Linked DNA regions of Mus musculus: regions 2 and 3 are each linked to region 1. Evidence: chromatin contacts called from public HiChIP or PLAC-seq and promoter capture Hi-C data. All regions are on one chromosome and are shown on one strand. The core of a region is the stretch at or near the end of the contact, and the rest is flanking DNA. Distances in the headings are between cores, read along the strand shown. Region 1 holds the start of Hint1 (histidine triad nucleotide binding protein 1). Region 2 overlaps Meikin (meiotic kinetochore factor). Region 3 overlaps Rapgef6 (Rap guanine nucleotide exchange factor (GEF) 6).

Region 1 (4,518 bases), core at 1,082-3,581:
TATTTCTTTTTCTGCCTGCATGTATGGATGTGCACCATATTCACACTGAGTGTCTGCCCATGGAGGCCAGAAGAGGAAGCTGGATTCCCTGAACTGCAGACGACAGTCAGTCCAGAGCAACCAGATGTGGGTACTAGGAATCAAACACGGGTCTTAACCACTGAGTCATCTCTCCAGCCCCTCTGTTAACCCCAACTGTTGTTTAATTTAAACACTATATATTCCTCAACTTGAAAAATCTAATTCTTCCTGTGTTAATAATTTCTCTCACTTTTTGTGTACGTGCATGTGTGTGATCCACACACATGAATGTATGGATGAGCAACCTATGCATGGAAACATCTTGTATTGCTGTGGACCTTATTGCCTTAAGTTCTCATTGAACTAAATGTTTGCCTAGGCTGACTAGCCAGCTGCCAGCAGGCTCCACTACTTTGTCACCAAACTGCTAGAGTCACAGGCACATGCAGCTAAGCCCAGCTTAAACATGGGTGCTGGGATTTGAACTCAGGTCCTCAAGCTTTCAGAATAAGTACTCTTAGCCACTGAACCATCTCCTCTGCCTCCATCTTTATAATTTTGGAAACAAACCTGATTCCCTTCCCCTCCCACCTTTTCCAGATCGAAGTCCTGATTGCAACTTCCTGTTTTGTTCTGTTTTCCTGTGCAGGTACCGCCTTGTATGGGTGTTTTATATCTCATGCTCTCTTCCTAACAGGACCCAGCCATACTTACCTGTCTAGGGAGTAATTTTACTTGGTATACTCTATAAAATGCTGTGTCATTTAGAATGTCTCAGCCAGTAATACTCAAGTTCAATCATTATTTCAAAGACCATTTATCAAAACAACTGCAAACAATGGTTCTCTTTTGTTTGTTTTGTTTTTTAATGTGGGGTCTCCATATAGGCCAGGTTGGACTTAAACTGATTCTCTTCCCTCCACCTTCCAAGTGCAAGAACCACAGGATGCTGGTTTTGTGTTTAAAGCTTTTTCTTTCTTTCTTTGCAAGTGTTCTGTTTTGCTTTGTTTTTGAGTTAGGGTCTTATTCCATAATACAGGCTGGCCAGTCTTATGGATGGTGGGACTGGGATTACAGAACACACTAAAAGACTTGCAAACTTTGTAAATGAAATGGGCCTTTTTCTAAGACTAGTGACAAATACAGGCAATTTAAATAAAACTCACCTCAAGAACCCAATGAAATTTGGAGTACTATTTCAAGTCTATGTGAACATTACCAGTAGCATTAATGCTTTCTCATATTGCATGTTTCTTAAAGTGAACTGAACAAACCCGTATAAAACCTTTTGGTCAATGGGCCAAGCTCCCACCCTGCTTTATGTGAGACTGAAAGCCATAAACAGAACTGTCTAGGGAATAATTTACAAAATTGGTCTTCACTATCGACTGAGATTTCATCTATCAAGGAGGGGAAAAAATACAACTTTGGATCTTGCACCATAAATGTTTTCTCCGATCAGCAGGGTGTGGGCTGCCTGCAATCCTTAGCATATGGGTGGTGGAGGCGGGGGATCAAGGGTTCAAGGTCCGCCCCAGTTAGTTAGTCAGCAAGTTCATGGCCTGCCTAGAGTAGTGAAGCCGATCTATTAAAATAAAACAAACAAAACACCCTAAAGCAGTATTTTTTTAAAAAGCTTGAAGGGCTAATTCCAGTCCCCAGAGGCAACGTCTGCAGCCGGAGCAGGGGACAGGGAGCATAAGGATCTCGAATCCCCGGTCACCTCGCAGTGCGGGGACCGCTGCGCGCGGGAGATCGCGGAGATTGCGCCGGGGGCAGGATCCGGTTTCCCGAAGGCCAGATTGACACCCGCGTGGTGGGTGGCGGCCGCGGGCCCCGGTGGGCGTCACCCCACGGGTCTGCACTTTACAGGGGGCCCGGGCGGGCGTCACCTCCCGGGGCCTCCGCCCGCATCACCTCACCAGGGCCGCGACACGCGGCGGGCCGAGCGGCCGATAACGCGTAACCCGAGCGCAGGCACGCGCCGCAGGGCCACGCGGGCGCAGGGCCAGGCCAGCCGGGCCGCGCGTCGCCTCAGGCCCGCGGCTCCTCAGGGAACGCCGGCGTGTCGCCGGGCAAGCGGCAAGCCTACCCGGTCGTCCTCGAAGATGATCTTGGCGGGGATTTCTTTGCGGATGATCTTGCCGAAGATCGTGTCGCCGCCGGGCTGGGCCACTTGAGCCTTGGCAATCTCGTCAGCCATCGCGGCCGCTCACTGTCCTTCCCGCGCCGCGGCCACAGTGGGGAGAGGAACCGCGGGAGCGCGCGGAGACTGCCGGCTCGCGCCCGGTGGGCCTGCGCGTGCGCACTGGCGCCGGCGTGCGGCGAGCGAGGGAACGAAATGGGCGGAGGAAACGCCCTTTCTTTGCCTCTGCACCTCTATAGGAAATTTTGATTTGCCAGTTCTGGGAGGAGGCTCGGCTTGGTACAGTGCTTTCCAAGCGCGTACGGAGTTCTAGGTTTGATCCCTTCCTCTCACGAGCCCGGCTTGGTGCTGCACGCCTGTAATCCCAGAGTTTGAGAAATGAAGACAGGAGGATGGAAGAGTTTAGTTCATCCTTCTCCACATTGTTTGAGGCCAGCCTGGGCTACCCGAGACCCTGCTCCAGAACAGTCTGGTTTCTATTTCAAGTTGTTCTGATCACATTTACTGGGTGTGATACCTTAGCCTTCCCTTTTTTAATTTTTTAAAAAAGATTTTTATTTTATATGTAGATGAGTATTTTGCAAGCATGTGTAAGAGTGAATCACATCTAATGCTTTGGATCCCCTGGAACTGGAGTTACAGTTGTGAGCCATGTGGGTGGAGGGAACTGAAGCCTGGTCCTTTCTGCAAGAGGAACAAGTGCTCTTGACCGTGATCGTTTAAACCCTCAGCTGTTTGAGGCCTTAGCTAAGAGCCAGGTGAAGTCTTACATCAGGTGGGGTTTTTTTGTTTGTTTGTTTCTTGCTGTGTGTGGCAGCAATTCTCAGTCATAACTACACACTAAAAACCACTTGGGAGCTCTTTAAACATCTCTGGCCACACTCTGCATCAATTAAGTCCAAGACTGCAGAGATGAGACCTTAGGTGGCAGTTGTTTGTAAGCCTCTTGGGCCATTTTCCCCGGCAGGAATCAGCTTCAGGTAAGATGCTCCACCTGGAAGAAACAAAAAGTCTTCCTTGGCCCCACCTCCACCCTTCCTCCTCTCTATCCCTTTGCTCCTCCTAAAAAGTGTTTTCTACATATGGTGTGCACTTTGTCATCATTGGTCCTTTGGGTCATTTCCTCCTTGTCGGGATTAGGCAGGACCTCCAATCAGCGTTCTCTAGACAATCGCAGTTGTCATATAGATCTGTTGGCCTGGTTGCTACAGTTGTTACCCTTGTCTTCTTTCAACATCTCACACCCTTGCCCTCTGGATGTTGGTTTTTTTTTTTTTTTTTCCTGCACGCTAAGCCTCCATTTCCATACCTCATTAGATTTTGTTCCTGGCCCTCTTATCTGACAATCTCCAAGTGGCCATAGGAAGAAACCTTGGGGACTTAGAGAGATGGTTCAGCGATCAAGAACACAAACTGTTCTCACAGAGGCCAGCACAAACATCACAACTGCCTGTAACTCCAGCTCCAGGGAAGTCAGATGCCTTTGGCCTAGCAGGATGTCTTCAGTCACCCATGGACATGTGAGCACACAGGTCTCACACACACACACACATGTATACACATAATTAAAAAAAAATAAAATGGGAAAACTTAAGCCAGATGATAGTAGTGCATGACTTTAATGTCAGCACTCTAGGGCAGAGGCGGACAGATCTCTGAGTTCAAGGCCAGCCTAGTCTAAAGAGCAAGTTCCAGGAAATCCTGTCTCATAAATAAATAAATAAATAAATAAATAAATAAATAAATAAATAAATGGAAAAGCTATTTCCTTTGAATTGCCCTATATGATGATATTTGACTACTTTGTCTCAACAAAATTATTATTACCATTATTGAGACAGTGTCTCATATAGCCCAGGCTGGCCTCCAACTTGCTATGTAGCCAAGGATGACCTTAAGCTCCTGTCTTGACAAAATTATTGATAGTGGTTGTTGGCAGTCTTGGTGTCCTATTCTTTGCTATCAGAGCCATTACTGGTACTTTGCAATCACTGGTAAATAATGTCTAAACATAAGACATTAGATTAGGAGTCATGTTCGTTTATTTCCGTAACTACCGAAAAGGTCATGAATATCAGTTGGCCTGGCTTATGGTTAGTTATGGTTAGTTAGTTATGGTTAGTTAGGTTTCTAGTACATTCTAGATGATGCTTATGGTCCTCTTAGTTAGGTTTCTAGTACATTCTAGATGATGCTTTTGGCCCTGGTGCTGTGGCTTTGAGGAACAGTGATATAATGTAGGGAAAACCGCTTATGTACTTAGAGGCAAAAGAATAAGAATATTACATCTGCAACTTACTCTTTTGACAACGTTATTTATTTATTTAGTTTTTTTCAAGGTGTGTCTGTCT
Region 2 (4,518 bases), core at 1,339-3,838, 450 kb after region 1:
TCAGCTCCTTCTCCAGCACCATGTCTACTTACCTGCTGCCATGCTTCCTGCTATGATAATGAACTAAACCTCAGAAACTCAAGCCAGGCCCAGTTAAATGCTTGCCTTTATAAGAATTGTCTTGGTCATAGTGTCCTTTCATAGCAATGGAAATCCTAACTATGATGCATGGTTACTGCTCATCGTTCTTGGCTAAGAGTTTACACCAACCACAGGCACTCCTTGTTCTCAAGTCTTTGAGTTTTGACTTAGCAATGCTACTGGCATCTCTGGTTCTCTAGCACTTGGATAGCATGCCACTGGATTCTGAAGCTTCCATAACCATTTGACCAATTCCTGTATTAAGTCTCCTCTAATATAAAACATCTATCTATCTATCTATCTATCTATCTATCTATCTATCTATCTATCTACCTACTTATCTATCTATCACATATGTATTTACATATTTGAGCACAAGAGACATCAGGAAAGGTTCTTTATTGCTCCTCCACACTCTATATAAAGAACCTCCCCCAGAAGTACTAAACACTTTATGTTTGTGAGTATCCATAGAGAAACAGATACTTATTAATAATTGTTCTGATACTCCGGGCAACCCTCAGTAATATAATTATTAGGTATAAAATGAGCAGTATTGACTTAGGAAATCAGGCAGTCATTTACAAAGAGAATTCTCCATGACTTTGAAGCATGCTCAAAGCCAACACTGTGGTAGAAATGAGGACAAAAATCAAGAGTGAACAGTGGACATATAGAAAATACATTAAATTTCAGTTGTTTCATTGGGCCCTCACTCATGAGCGTTTCCTCAGCTTCACTAAGGAATTAGAAAAAAAAATGTGTAGTTGATGTTAGATGCCTTGAATGGCCAAATTTTCCACAACCACTTGATAATATCTACCACTTAAAATCTCCTACTTTTAAGTGTATAAAAGTGGGATAACAGTACTAATTGTATCTACTATAGTCATGGTGAGGAACTGAGATGCTAAGATTCTTAGCATGGTGCCTAATACAGAAGTACTCAACCAATACCAGGTGAATAAAGAAAAAGAAAAGAAAAGGAAAGAAAAGAAAAGAAAAGAAAAGAAAAGAAAAGAAAAGAAAAGAAAAGAAAAAACAAAAAACAGCCAAACAAACAAACAAATAAAAAACCCTGTCTTTTAAAAGAATACAACTAAAATAAAATTTAAACAGTATAAAATTTCAAATTATTGAAAGAGCAGCATCCTAGATAAATATATTTAATCAATATCATAAGCAAAGTTTTCAAAAGATGAAGTATGCATCTTCAAAAAGTTATTTTACTCAGTTTATGAAATCTGCCCAGGCTTTTGTAATTTTATCTTTTCTGTTTTATATAAAATCTTGAGATACATGTTATAAATTAATTTCCTGTGTACAGAAAGCATCTTTTCATTAAAAAAAACCCACACTTTATATAATGAGGACACTACGCTAAGCTCATACCTAGAGGAACATCTTTAGGAGGAGAACATCTGTTTTTCACAGCAGGGTCTTTCCTTCTCATCTGTCTGGTTCCTGGTGATGACCTAATAATACAACAGATCTCTGATGTGTTTGGAGAAAACTGAAAAAGAAAGAAAAGTAGTTATTGCATAATTCCTCCAAGTATTACATTTAATGCTGTCTAATTTAAAGTACAAATAGTCTCAGTCTTCTTGGTTAGACTGACAGAATCATATCAGAAAACAATAAGTAACACCCAAATAAACAAGGATATGTACCGTGTCAAAGGAATGGCTTAGTAATGGTTTTAGTATTGAAAAATAAAAAGGAATGATGAATTATCTTAGTTATTTTCCTATTGTGATAAAACACAAAGACCAAAGCAATTTATAAAAGAAAGATTTTAGTTTGGCTTATGGTTCCAGAGGGTAAGAATCCATATGGTGGAGTGAAGCCCCAGCATCAGGAATAGCTGAGGGCACACACCTCAATCTATGAGCAGGAGGCAGAGAGAGCAATAGTACCTGGCTTTGGAAAGCACAAAGCCTGTCCCCAGGTATACATTTCCAACACAACTACACACCTCCTAGTCCTTCCCAAACAGGAAGGACCTGTATTCAAACACAGGAGCCTATGGGGACCAGTTCCATTCAAATGACCACACAGTGGATCAAACACCAAGAAGACAGGTACTTATTGGGAGGCTAAAGCAAACCATGATTTGAAACACTTTGGAGGGGTTATTTATAATGTCCTGATTTATTGTCTAAATGAGGGGTACAAAGGTGTTGATTCACTTCTGCTGCGGACTGGCCTCAGTTAGCCCCCCTCAGTCCTTGGGAGAAAGCAGGTTTCCGGTTACAGGTGGGCAGGAGTTGGAGAAAAGGGGGTGACAAACAGACACAGACACAAGGGAGTGTGCCTATAATCTGAATGTAATTTGTCAAATCGAGCATCAGACTTTTAATACAGAAGAAAATAGGGAAGTTAGGTGACACATCAGCAAGGTACAATGAGGTTACCGGATGTTTAAAGTCTCTTACATAAAACAAAGGAATGCAAACATAAAGATGGGCAGGAACTAGGCAATAAGACAAAGCCAGTTCTATCTAAGGCCAGTTATATTCTTAGAAGCCAGGTGTGAGGTTTTTACACTCCTGGGGCAAGGGCTTTCACGCCCAAGCCATAGTTCTAATTAGGGAGTTCCACTCTAGCTAACCTTCTCATGAATAATGCAATACTCTAAAACCACAGCCCAATCTACTTCCTGAACCATTGTAAATTCCTGTATATGAGAGTGACTTGGCTTTTATTCTAAGTGGTTGTGTGTGGGACTTTCTACTAATAAGTAATGTAGTCTATCATACATAACTATAATAAAAATTCTAAACTTACTTTGCTAAGCTTGCTCTGAGATTTCTAACTCTATGTAGTAGATAGTAATGCCTGATTTCTTTCACTGTCTCTCTTACAATACTAGAGGCAATTCTGAATGTCACCGAATAGGCAACATTCTTACTGAATTCCAAGCCCAGGGTCAACTCAAGGACTACCTAGGGCATTGGTGAAGGCCAGGAAGCAAAGTTCAATTTTGCTTAGGTATTTGGCAAGTCATTGCTTGGAGACACCTATAATAAAACAATACTGAAAGAAAGCACGCAGATCCATTCACAAGAATAAGTTTGGAGCATTCATTATATGGGATGCCATGGTTCCAGGAGACTAAGTTTCTGTGAACTTTTCACCTCAGGACTGTGTCCAGGTTTCTAGGCCTGTCATGCAAGTCACTACTGGAGTGGGTGTAGCACACTCCTTATGTGAATCATATACATCCTCTTTTGTATGGATGCTATTTCATACCAACATCGGTTTTCTGACTTCTTTCAACAGTCTCCTCCCATCTCAAACACAGAACAGAGAATTGTCCTAAGGGGCTATCAGATCATTTCCTTCTTGGAAGATTTCTGACCATTCAGGGTAGAGGTTCTGTGCTGCAAACAGCTAAATGAAGTGAACATATCTGTAGATGCTGAGATGCCCTGCTCAAGGATCCTTGTCTTTCAGACAAGAGACTGAAAGATTCTGCTCTTAGCTCCAAAGATCTAATATTGTTAGCCTGGAAGGTCAGCCATATCATATAACAATGATTTCACAGCTGACAAGCACTACTTATAACTGAGACTGTTCAATTATCTTTCCACATCTATAATACTAACTACAACTGCATAAGTCATTAGCATACAGAGAGAGTGTATATGTGTGTGCATGTTCTTGTGGAGTATATATGTCTAGTGGAGAATAAGGGGAACAAAGTGGAGGAGGAAGACAAGGGGAGGGTTGCTTGTTGTTTAATGCTATACATTAGAGGGTGGCTAGTCCACAAACCTCTGGGATTCTCTTGTCTCAAATCATTTTAGGGGATTTTCAAACAAGGTGGAAGGCAAGGCCCAATACCAGAGGCTGTTCTCGGGCATCTACATGTGGACTATGGCATCTGCACACATCTGTAACTCCATACATGCACATCTATGCACACACAAGTAAAATTCGTAACATTCTGGCACACCACAATGAGAAAGAGTGAGACATGGCAAGAAATTTCAAAACACAGGATCCAAAGACAAGATTTTTTTCCAGTTTCTGAAACAGGGAAAAACAAAACAATCAACATGGTTCCTCAAAATACAGGGAGCTAAAACCCTGATGAGGTAGTGCTAGAGAAATCCAGAAGAAAATTATTTGTATCTCCAATTCTCTAACTAGATTAGGTGATTCTTCAACTGTGAGGATGGAATTAAAACCTGTTCTGTCATCAACAATCCTAAAAAATCCACTCTCCTTCATAAGGGCTAGAGGAGGGTTCACCTCTCTAACTGTAGGGCAGGAGGAGGGGGGCAGCTAGCTAGCTACAGGGTGGGGAGTGTGGATAGTAGCTTTGTGAAGTGAATTCCCCAGAATTGTGATTCAGGCAAATCTCAGGATGACAGACAACTGTGTCTAGGCATATAAAGCAAATTCTAGCAGAAACTTGTTTAAGTGAGTTAA
Region 3 (4,518 bases), core at 982-3,481, 330 kb after region 1:
AACTATGAGCTTTGGCATATGCAAATGAGAACTTCACAGAAGTTCACATCCCCAACAGAAAGGTGTGTTCTGCTACTCATGTTATTTAAGATTACTGGTATGTGGTGATGATAATAAAAAGCAGACAAACATAAATTCTCTATATAATATATATCCCTTATTCTCTTGTAAGAAACATTTTCATATCAGCAGAGACCACTGCTAACTACTGTCATACTCTGATATGTGACTTGCCAAGTATCTATTAGTAACAGAGGAAAAAGAAACCAAGGCAACTTGCATTCTAGTAAGTTAGTAAGGCAATATGGGGATACTAATAAAAAGAAACATTGCACTGAATCCAAAGATCACAATTTTCTACTGAGGAAAGTTAAACACATAGTATCTCCGATTAGTCCTTATTAAAATGAAAAGTGAAAAAATTTTAAGTGAATAAAAGGGGTTACAAAATTAAAAAAGAAAACCATTTCAAGTAAGAAGGGTCTACAAAGATTTGGAAGAGAGGAGATAAAGCAAATTAAACTTCTAATACAGCTACCATGATATTTTCTCTTTTCTATTATTATCTCATGATTTCCTGCAATAGGAATATACCACCTTCCATACAGAGTCTATTTGTTCTTCCCACTGATCTCGGTTAGTTCTATAATTTATTCCGATCAGTAGAATGGGACAGGAACAAGGTTAACTAACTTCAGATCTGCAAGTACTTCTAGAAACCTGCAAAACGTCCCCCTTTAGTCTTGAAGACACAGTCACCACGTGCAAATATGTAAAATTAAATTACAAAAGAGAGAACAGTATATGGTAGCACATCACTATAATAATAGCACTCAAGAGGTAGAACCTGGAGAATCAGAAGTTCAAGGTCCTCCTTAGCTACATAGGGAGCTTGAGGTAAATTGCGTCATAAGAAATATTGTCTCAAAATGGGAAAACAAAAGATGAACAAAAAAGGAAAAATATTTTTTTCAGGTAAATAACTAGATTAAAAGAGAAGTAAGTTTACTCCATAAGAAATACATCTGAATTTCTGAGTGTGACTCTGCAGGTTTAGAGATCTTGATTCTTAAGATTGTATACAGTTTTTGAGGAAAAGAGCAGTACAAGACTCTTACTGAACTACAAGTACAAGCTGCTAGCAGAGTAACTTTAAACTCTAGGACCTAAGAAGCAACAGGTGAGGGCAGCTGCTGATTTGAAAGAATAAACTGATCTTCATCACCAGGGAGAAATAGAGCTGCTTTTACGTAGTACTCCAATATAGAATAGCAACTACTTACATAGTTTTTAGTTACCAGTCACCTAGAGAAACTACGAAGTATATGAGAGGGTGTATAGAGGTTACATGCAATAAAGCACTTTTATATAAGGGACTTAAGAATCTACAGATGTAGTATCCACTATGGTCCTGGAATTAACCCCTTGAATTCAAAACCAGCCTATCCTACATCATAAATGTCAAGTCAGCCAAGGTACCATAATAAGACTATCCCAAAAGCCCACTCCTAGACACAGGGGGCGGCAGAATTGAGTTTGAGTTCTGGTGCATGTAGTCCTAAGAAATCCTAAATTAGCAACACTTGGGAGCTTAGGGGAAAAAAATGCATTCTCAGGCCCAGAATCTTAGGGATTATGTCTCCATGTTGCCGGTCTAGTTTAAAAAGCCCTACAGGCAAGTCTTCACACACTGATGCTTAGGTTTACAGGCAGGCACCATGTCACTCTACATTATTTGTCTAGTAACTTGGGGATAAAAGCAAAAGAACTAGGATGCTTACTAAATGCCAGTTCTTCTAATACATCAACCTAAATAGATACAAAACACCAAGCCTTCATAAAAAGACAACTCCCAGAACACATGGGTAGTTATTTTTTTTACTTGTATTTTTTTTTAAACACAGGTAGCAAGGAGTTTCTTGGGGCTTTTGTACCAGTTAACAACTATGAGACAAGATTGAGGAAATACATGACCTATTAGGCTTCTTGGTGTATGCAAAAGAAACAAAATCTATCCTAGCAAACCTCACTTAGCTCCTTTAAAAAAAAAAAAAAAAGAAAGAAAGAAGGAAAATGGAAAAACACCAATGGAAGCAAACTGAAAGTCTTATAGAATTTTGTTTGCAGTCACAAATTCAAATGCTAGAAAGGGGATGCTAATTACTTACAGAGTGTACTTGAAAGCTACTGATGGAGCCTGAAAGGAGAAGCAGGGAGGAAGACAGAAAATTAACCATCTGGGACATGACAACACCCCAAATCACTAGCATCTGTTTCTTTAACTGTACCAACAAAGTACTGTGGAAATTCAGAGCATTAGAACAAAGACCAGGTTAGGATTGGGAATAAGAGATTTCAGCTAAGCAAAAAAGTGAAGTCACACACTGCAATTAGCAACCATATACACAATGGTGGCCTCATTATGGTGGACATGAAAAATCCCTATTGTCTAGTGACCTTATAGATGTAACAATGTCATAGGGCAATACAGACTCGTGTGTCTGTGTGATTCTTGTGTAAACAGAGCTTCTGTCCTGATAGTTGTATAGAAACACAATAACACAGTTATATATAATAATTAATATTGATTATGGTAAGTGTCTCCATCACTGGTTTAGATTGTTTCAGTATACCTTATTTTGGTGCTCTGTATGCTCACGCATGCACACATTTGTACATAGGAGGCCAAAGGACAACTCTGAGTGTTGTTCCTTTGCTACCACTTATTTGTTTACCTATTACTGGCGACATAGTCTCCCTCACCGGCCTGGAATTCACTTAATGCTGGTTGATTGCATGGTTAACAACAAGAATCCTACAAATACTATCACATCTGATTTTTCACATGAGTTGAGGATTAAACTCAGATTCTCACGCTTGCAAGCAAGGTAAACACATTACTGACTAAAATATCTTCCCAACTATTTCACATAATTCTTTGAGAGTATGCCTGTACTGACATTAAGAGAAAAAAAGTTCAAAGGCTAGGGATATAGCTCAGGGGATAAAATGCCCAACTAGCATGCATAAGGCTCCAGGTTTCATCCGTAACACTGCCAAATAAATTAAAATTCACTGCAAATAGCATATGCCATATTATACTGGCACAAGCCTCACTCATGCTTACTACATTTCTTAACTTTATGTCATAGGGCAATACAGACTCGTGTGTCTGTGTGATTCTTGTGTAAACAGATGCCACAGAAAGTGATTTAGCTGTACTATGTTGAGTTTATGTAAGTCCATACAATCACAAAATTGCCCAATGATTTTTTTTTCAGAACATATCCCCATTGTTAACTAAGGCATGACCAGACTTTCTAAACTTCTCTGTGTGAAGGTGAGTGATGGCGTCACTGTCATCCTAAAACAAACAAGCTCTCTTGCACCCTTCAAACAATCCAAACCTACAGTATTTATTGTAGATATATTCAATGGGCTCTTGTTTAGGGTACAGTGAAGAAGTTAAACCCATATCTTAGACTTGATACTCAGTGCCAGGCCTGCCATGGCAAAACCCAGCGTTAGGCAAAGTCACATGACCCCTGACAGCAGCCCACTATCCATTACAACAATGCTTAGGTCAGGAGGTTGACTACCTCTTTCAACCTCAGGCAGTAGAGGGAAAATAAGATTCCATTTGCTAGGGAACAGAGCATAAAAACTAGCCAAAGGCTTTGTCCTAGAGTTCTATGCCTGGCCCAAAGTGAGACCAAACACCTGTAGAAACTGAATGCCCTATATGCAGGCTAAAGTTTACACAAAGAGCCTTGAATCTGGCTCCTGCAACAGGGAGATATTTGTGTATGGGTAAATCAAAACTCCAGCTTCAGCCTGTATTGTTTCCAGCCTTGGACTGGTTCCACGGCACATCTGATCTACTAAAGTAGTACAGTTCTCTATAGCTGTGAGAGACTCAGGTATGAAACAGCTTAGCATCTTGGTAGCCAAGGCACTGTCTCTCTCAAACTGCCAAAGTGCCAGATAGGTCCATACGCTAGCAGGACAGACACATCCTTCATTACCAGCAGTTATGGACCTCAGTGCACCTGAGATTGTTAAGCTTCAGCATGTAAGGCCTGACCAGGCTTAAGAATCAGCCTGGTGGATCAGGACTGAACCTTCATCAACACTATCCCAACATTTGGCAGCACAGTGTGGTATAAGACCCAAACCATGGGACAGCATAGTAAGCACAAAGCTATATGCTGTAACTTAGTGCTAGGCTGGTCAGACAGTGTCTCTGAAGAGTCCCAGAATCAGAAAACTAATACTTATGACTGGTTACAGTCATCTTGGGCTAGGAGTCCACCTCAGCAACAGGCAGCTCATAGCACTGTGACCCTTGGTCATAGGACACTATGTATTGTGCTGGTAGTATGTGGGTTTAAAAGTACTACTCATCTTACAAGTATTGATGGCGACTGGTATGACATAAAAGCCCAAGGATCAAAGATCTATCCAAAGAGATTCTTTTCTGAACAAGGTTGAATCCTGCACTGTCATATAATACACATC

Evidence for each region. Promoter capture Hi-C pulls out the DNA fragments that hold promoters and counts their contacts. HiChIP or PLAC-seq counts read pairs in DNA pulled down with a chosen protein or histone mark.
Region 2: a contact with region 1 is called in a promoter capture Hi-C map of trophoblast stem cells, with 2.2 times the contacts expected there. The contact joins the enhancer-like site here to the promoter of Hint1 in region 1. A contact is called at or near these places in 6 of 39 promoter capture datasets (the 3T3-L1 cell line, 3T3-L1-derived adipocytes, the C10 cell line and 3 more) and 3 of 115 datasets of contacts at active chromatin or transcription factors (bone marrow-derived macrophages, embryonic stem cells and pro-B cells).
Region 3: a contact with region 1 is called in an H3K4me3 HiChIP or PLAC-seq map of embryonic forebrain, with 3 times the contacts expected there. The contact joins the enhancer-like site here to the promoter of Hint1 in region 1. A contact is called at or near these places in 14 of 39 promoter capture datasets (the 3T3-L1 cell line, 3T3-L1-derived adipocytes, the C10 cell line and 11 more), 2 of 15 datasets of contacts at CTCF or cohesin (the NIH/3T3 cell line and large pre-B cells), 11 of 484 Hi-C or Micro-C datasets (the HL-1 cell line, the P5424 cell line, Th2 cells and 7 more), 22 of 115 datasets of contacts at active chromatin or transcription factors (the 230-238 cell line, the NIH/3T3 cell line, the SCID.adh cell line and 18 more) and 1 of 9 other capture datasets (macrophages).

The regions. Positions count from the first base shown.
Region 1 is chr11:54,864,196-54,868,713 of GRCm38.p6, reverse strand. It overlaps Hint1 (histidine triad nucleotide binding protein 1), which reads right to left and starts at 2,331. Exons shown (of 3, transcript NM_008248.3): 1 at 2,114-2,331. The coding sequence starts at 2,224.
Region 2 is chr11:54,414,806-54,419,323 of GRCm38.p6, reverse strand. It overlaps Meikin (meiotic kinetochore factor), which reads right to left. Exons shown (of 14, transcript NM_029105.2): 13 at 1,474-1,594. Among named protein-coding and RNA genes, the nearest start is that of Fnip1, 21 kb to the left of the region's middle. Within about 2 kb of position 2,588, at least 2 of the 459 cell types and tissues checked have an H3K27ac peak or open chromatin away from gene starts, as enhancers often do. A contact at or near this core is called in trophoblast stem cells, where this site is marked.
Region 3 is chr11:54,538,259-54,542,776 of GRCm38.p6, reverse strand. All of the region lies in intron 1 of Rapgef6 (Rap guanine nucleotide exchange factor (GEF) 6), which reads right to left. Among named protein-coding and RNA genes, the nearest start is that of Rapgef6, 18 kb to the right of the region's middle. Within about 2 kb of position 2,231, at least 6 of the 459 cell types and tissues checked have an H3K27ac peak or open chromatin away from gene starts, as enhancers often do. A contact at or near this core is called in SST interneurons and embryonic forebrain, where this site is marked.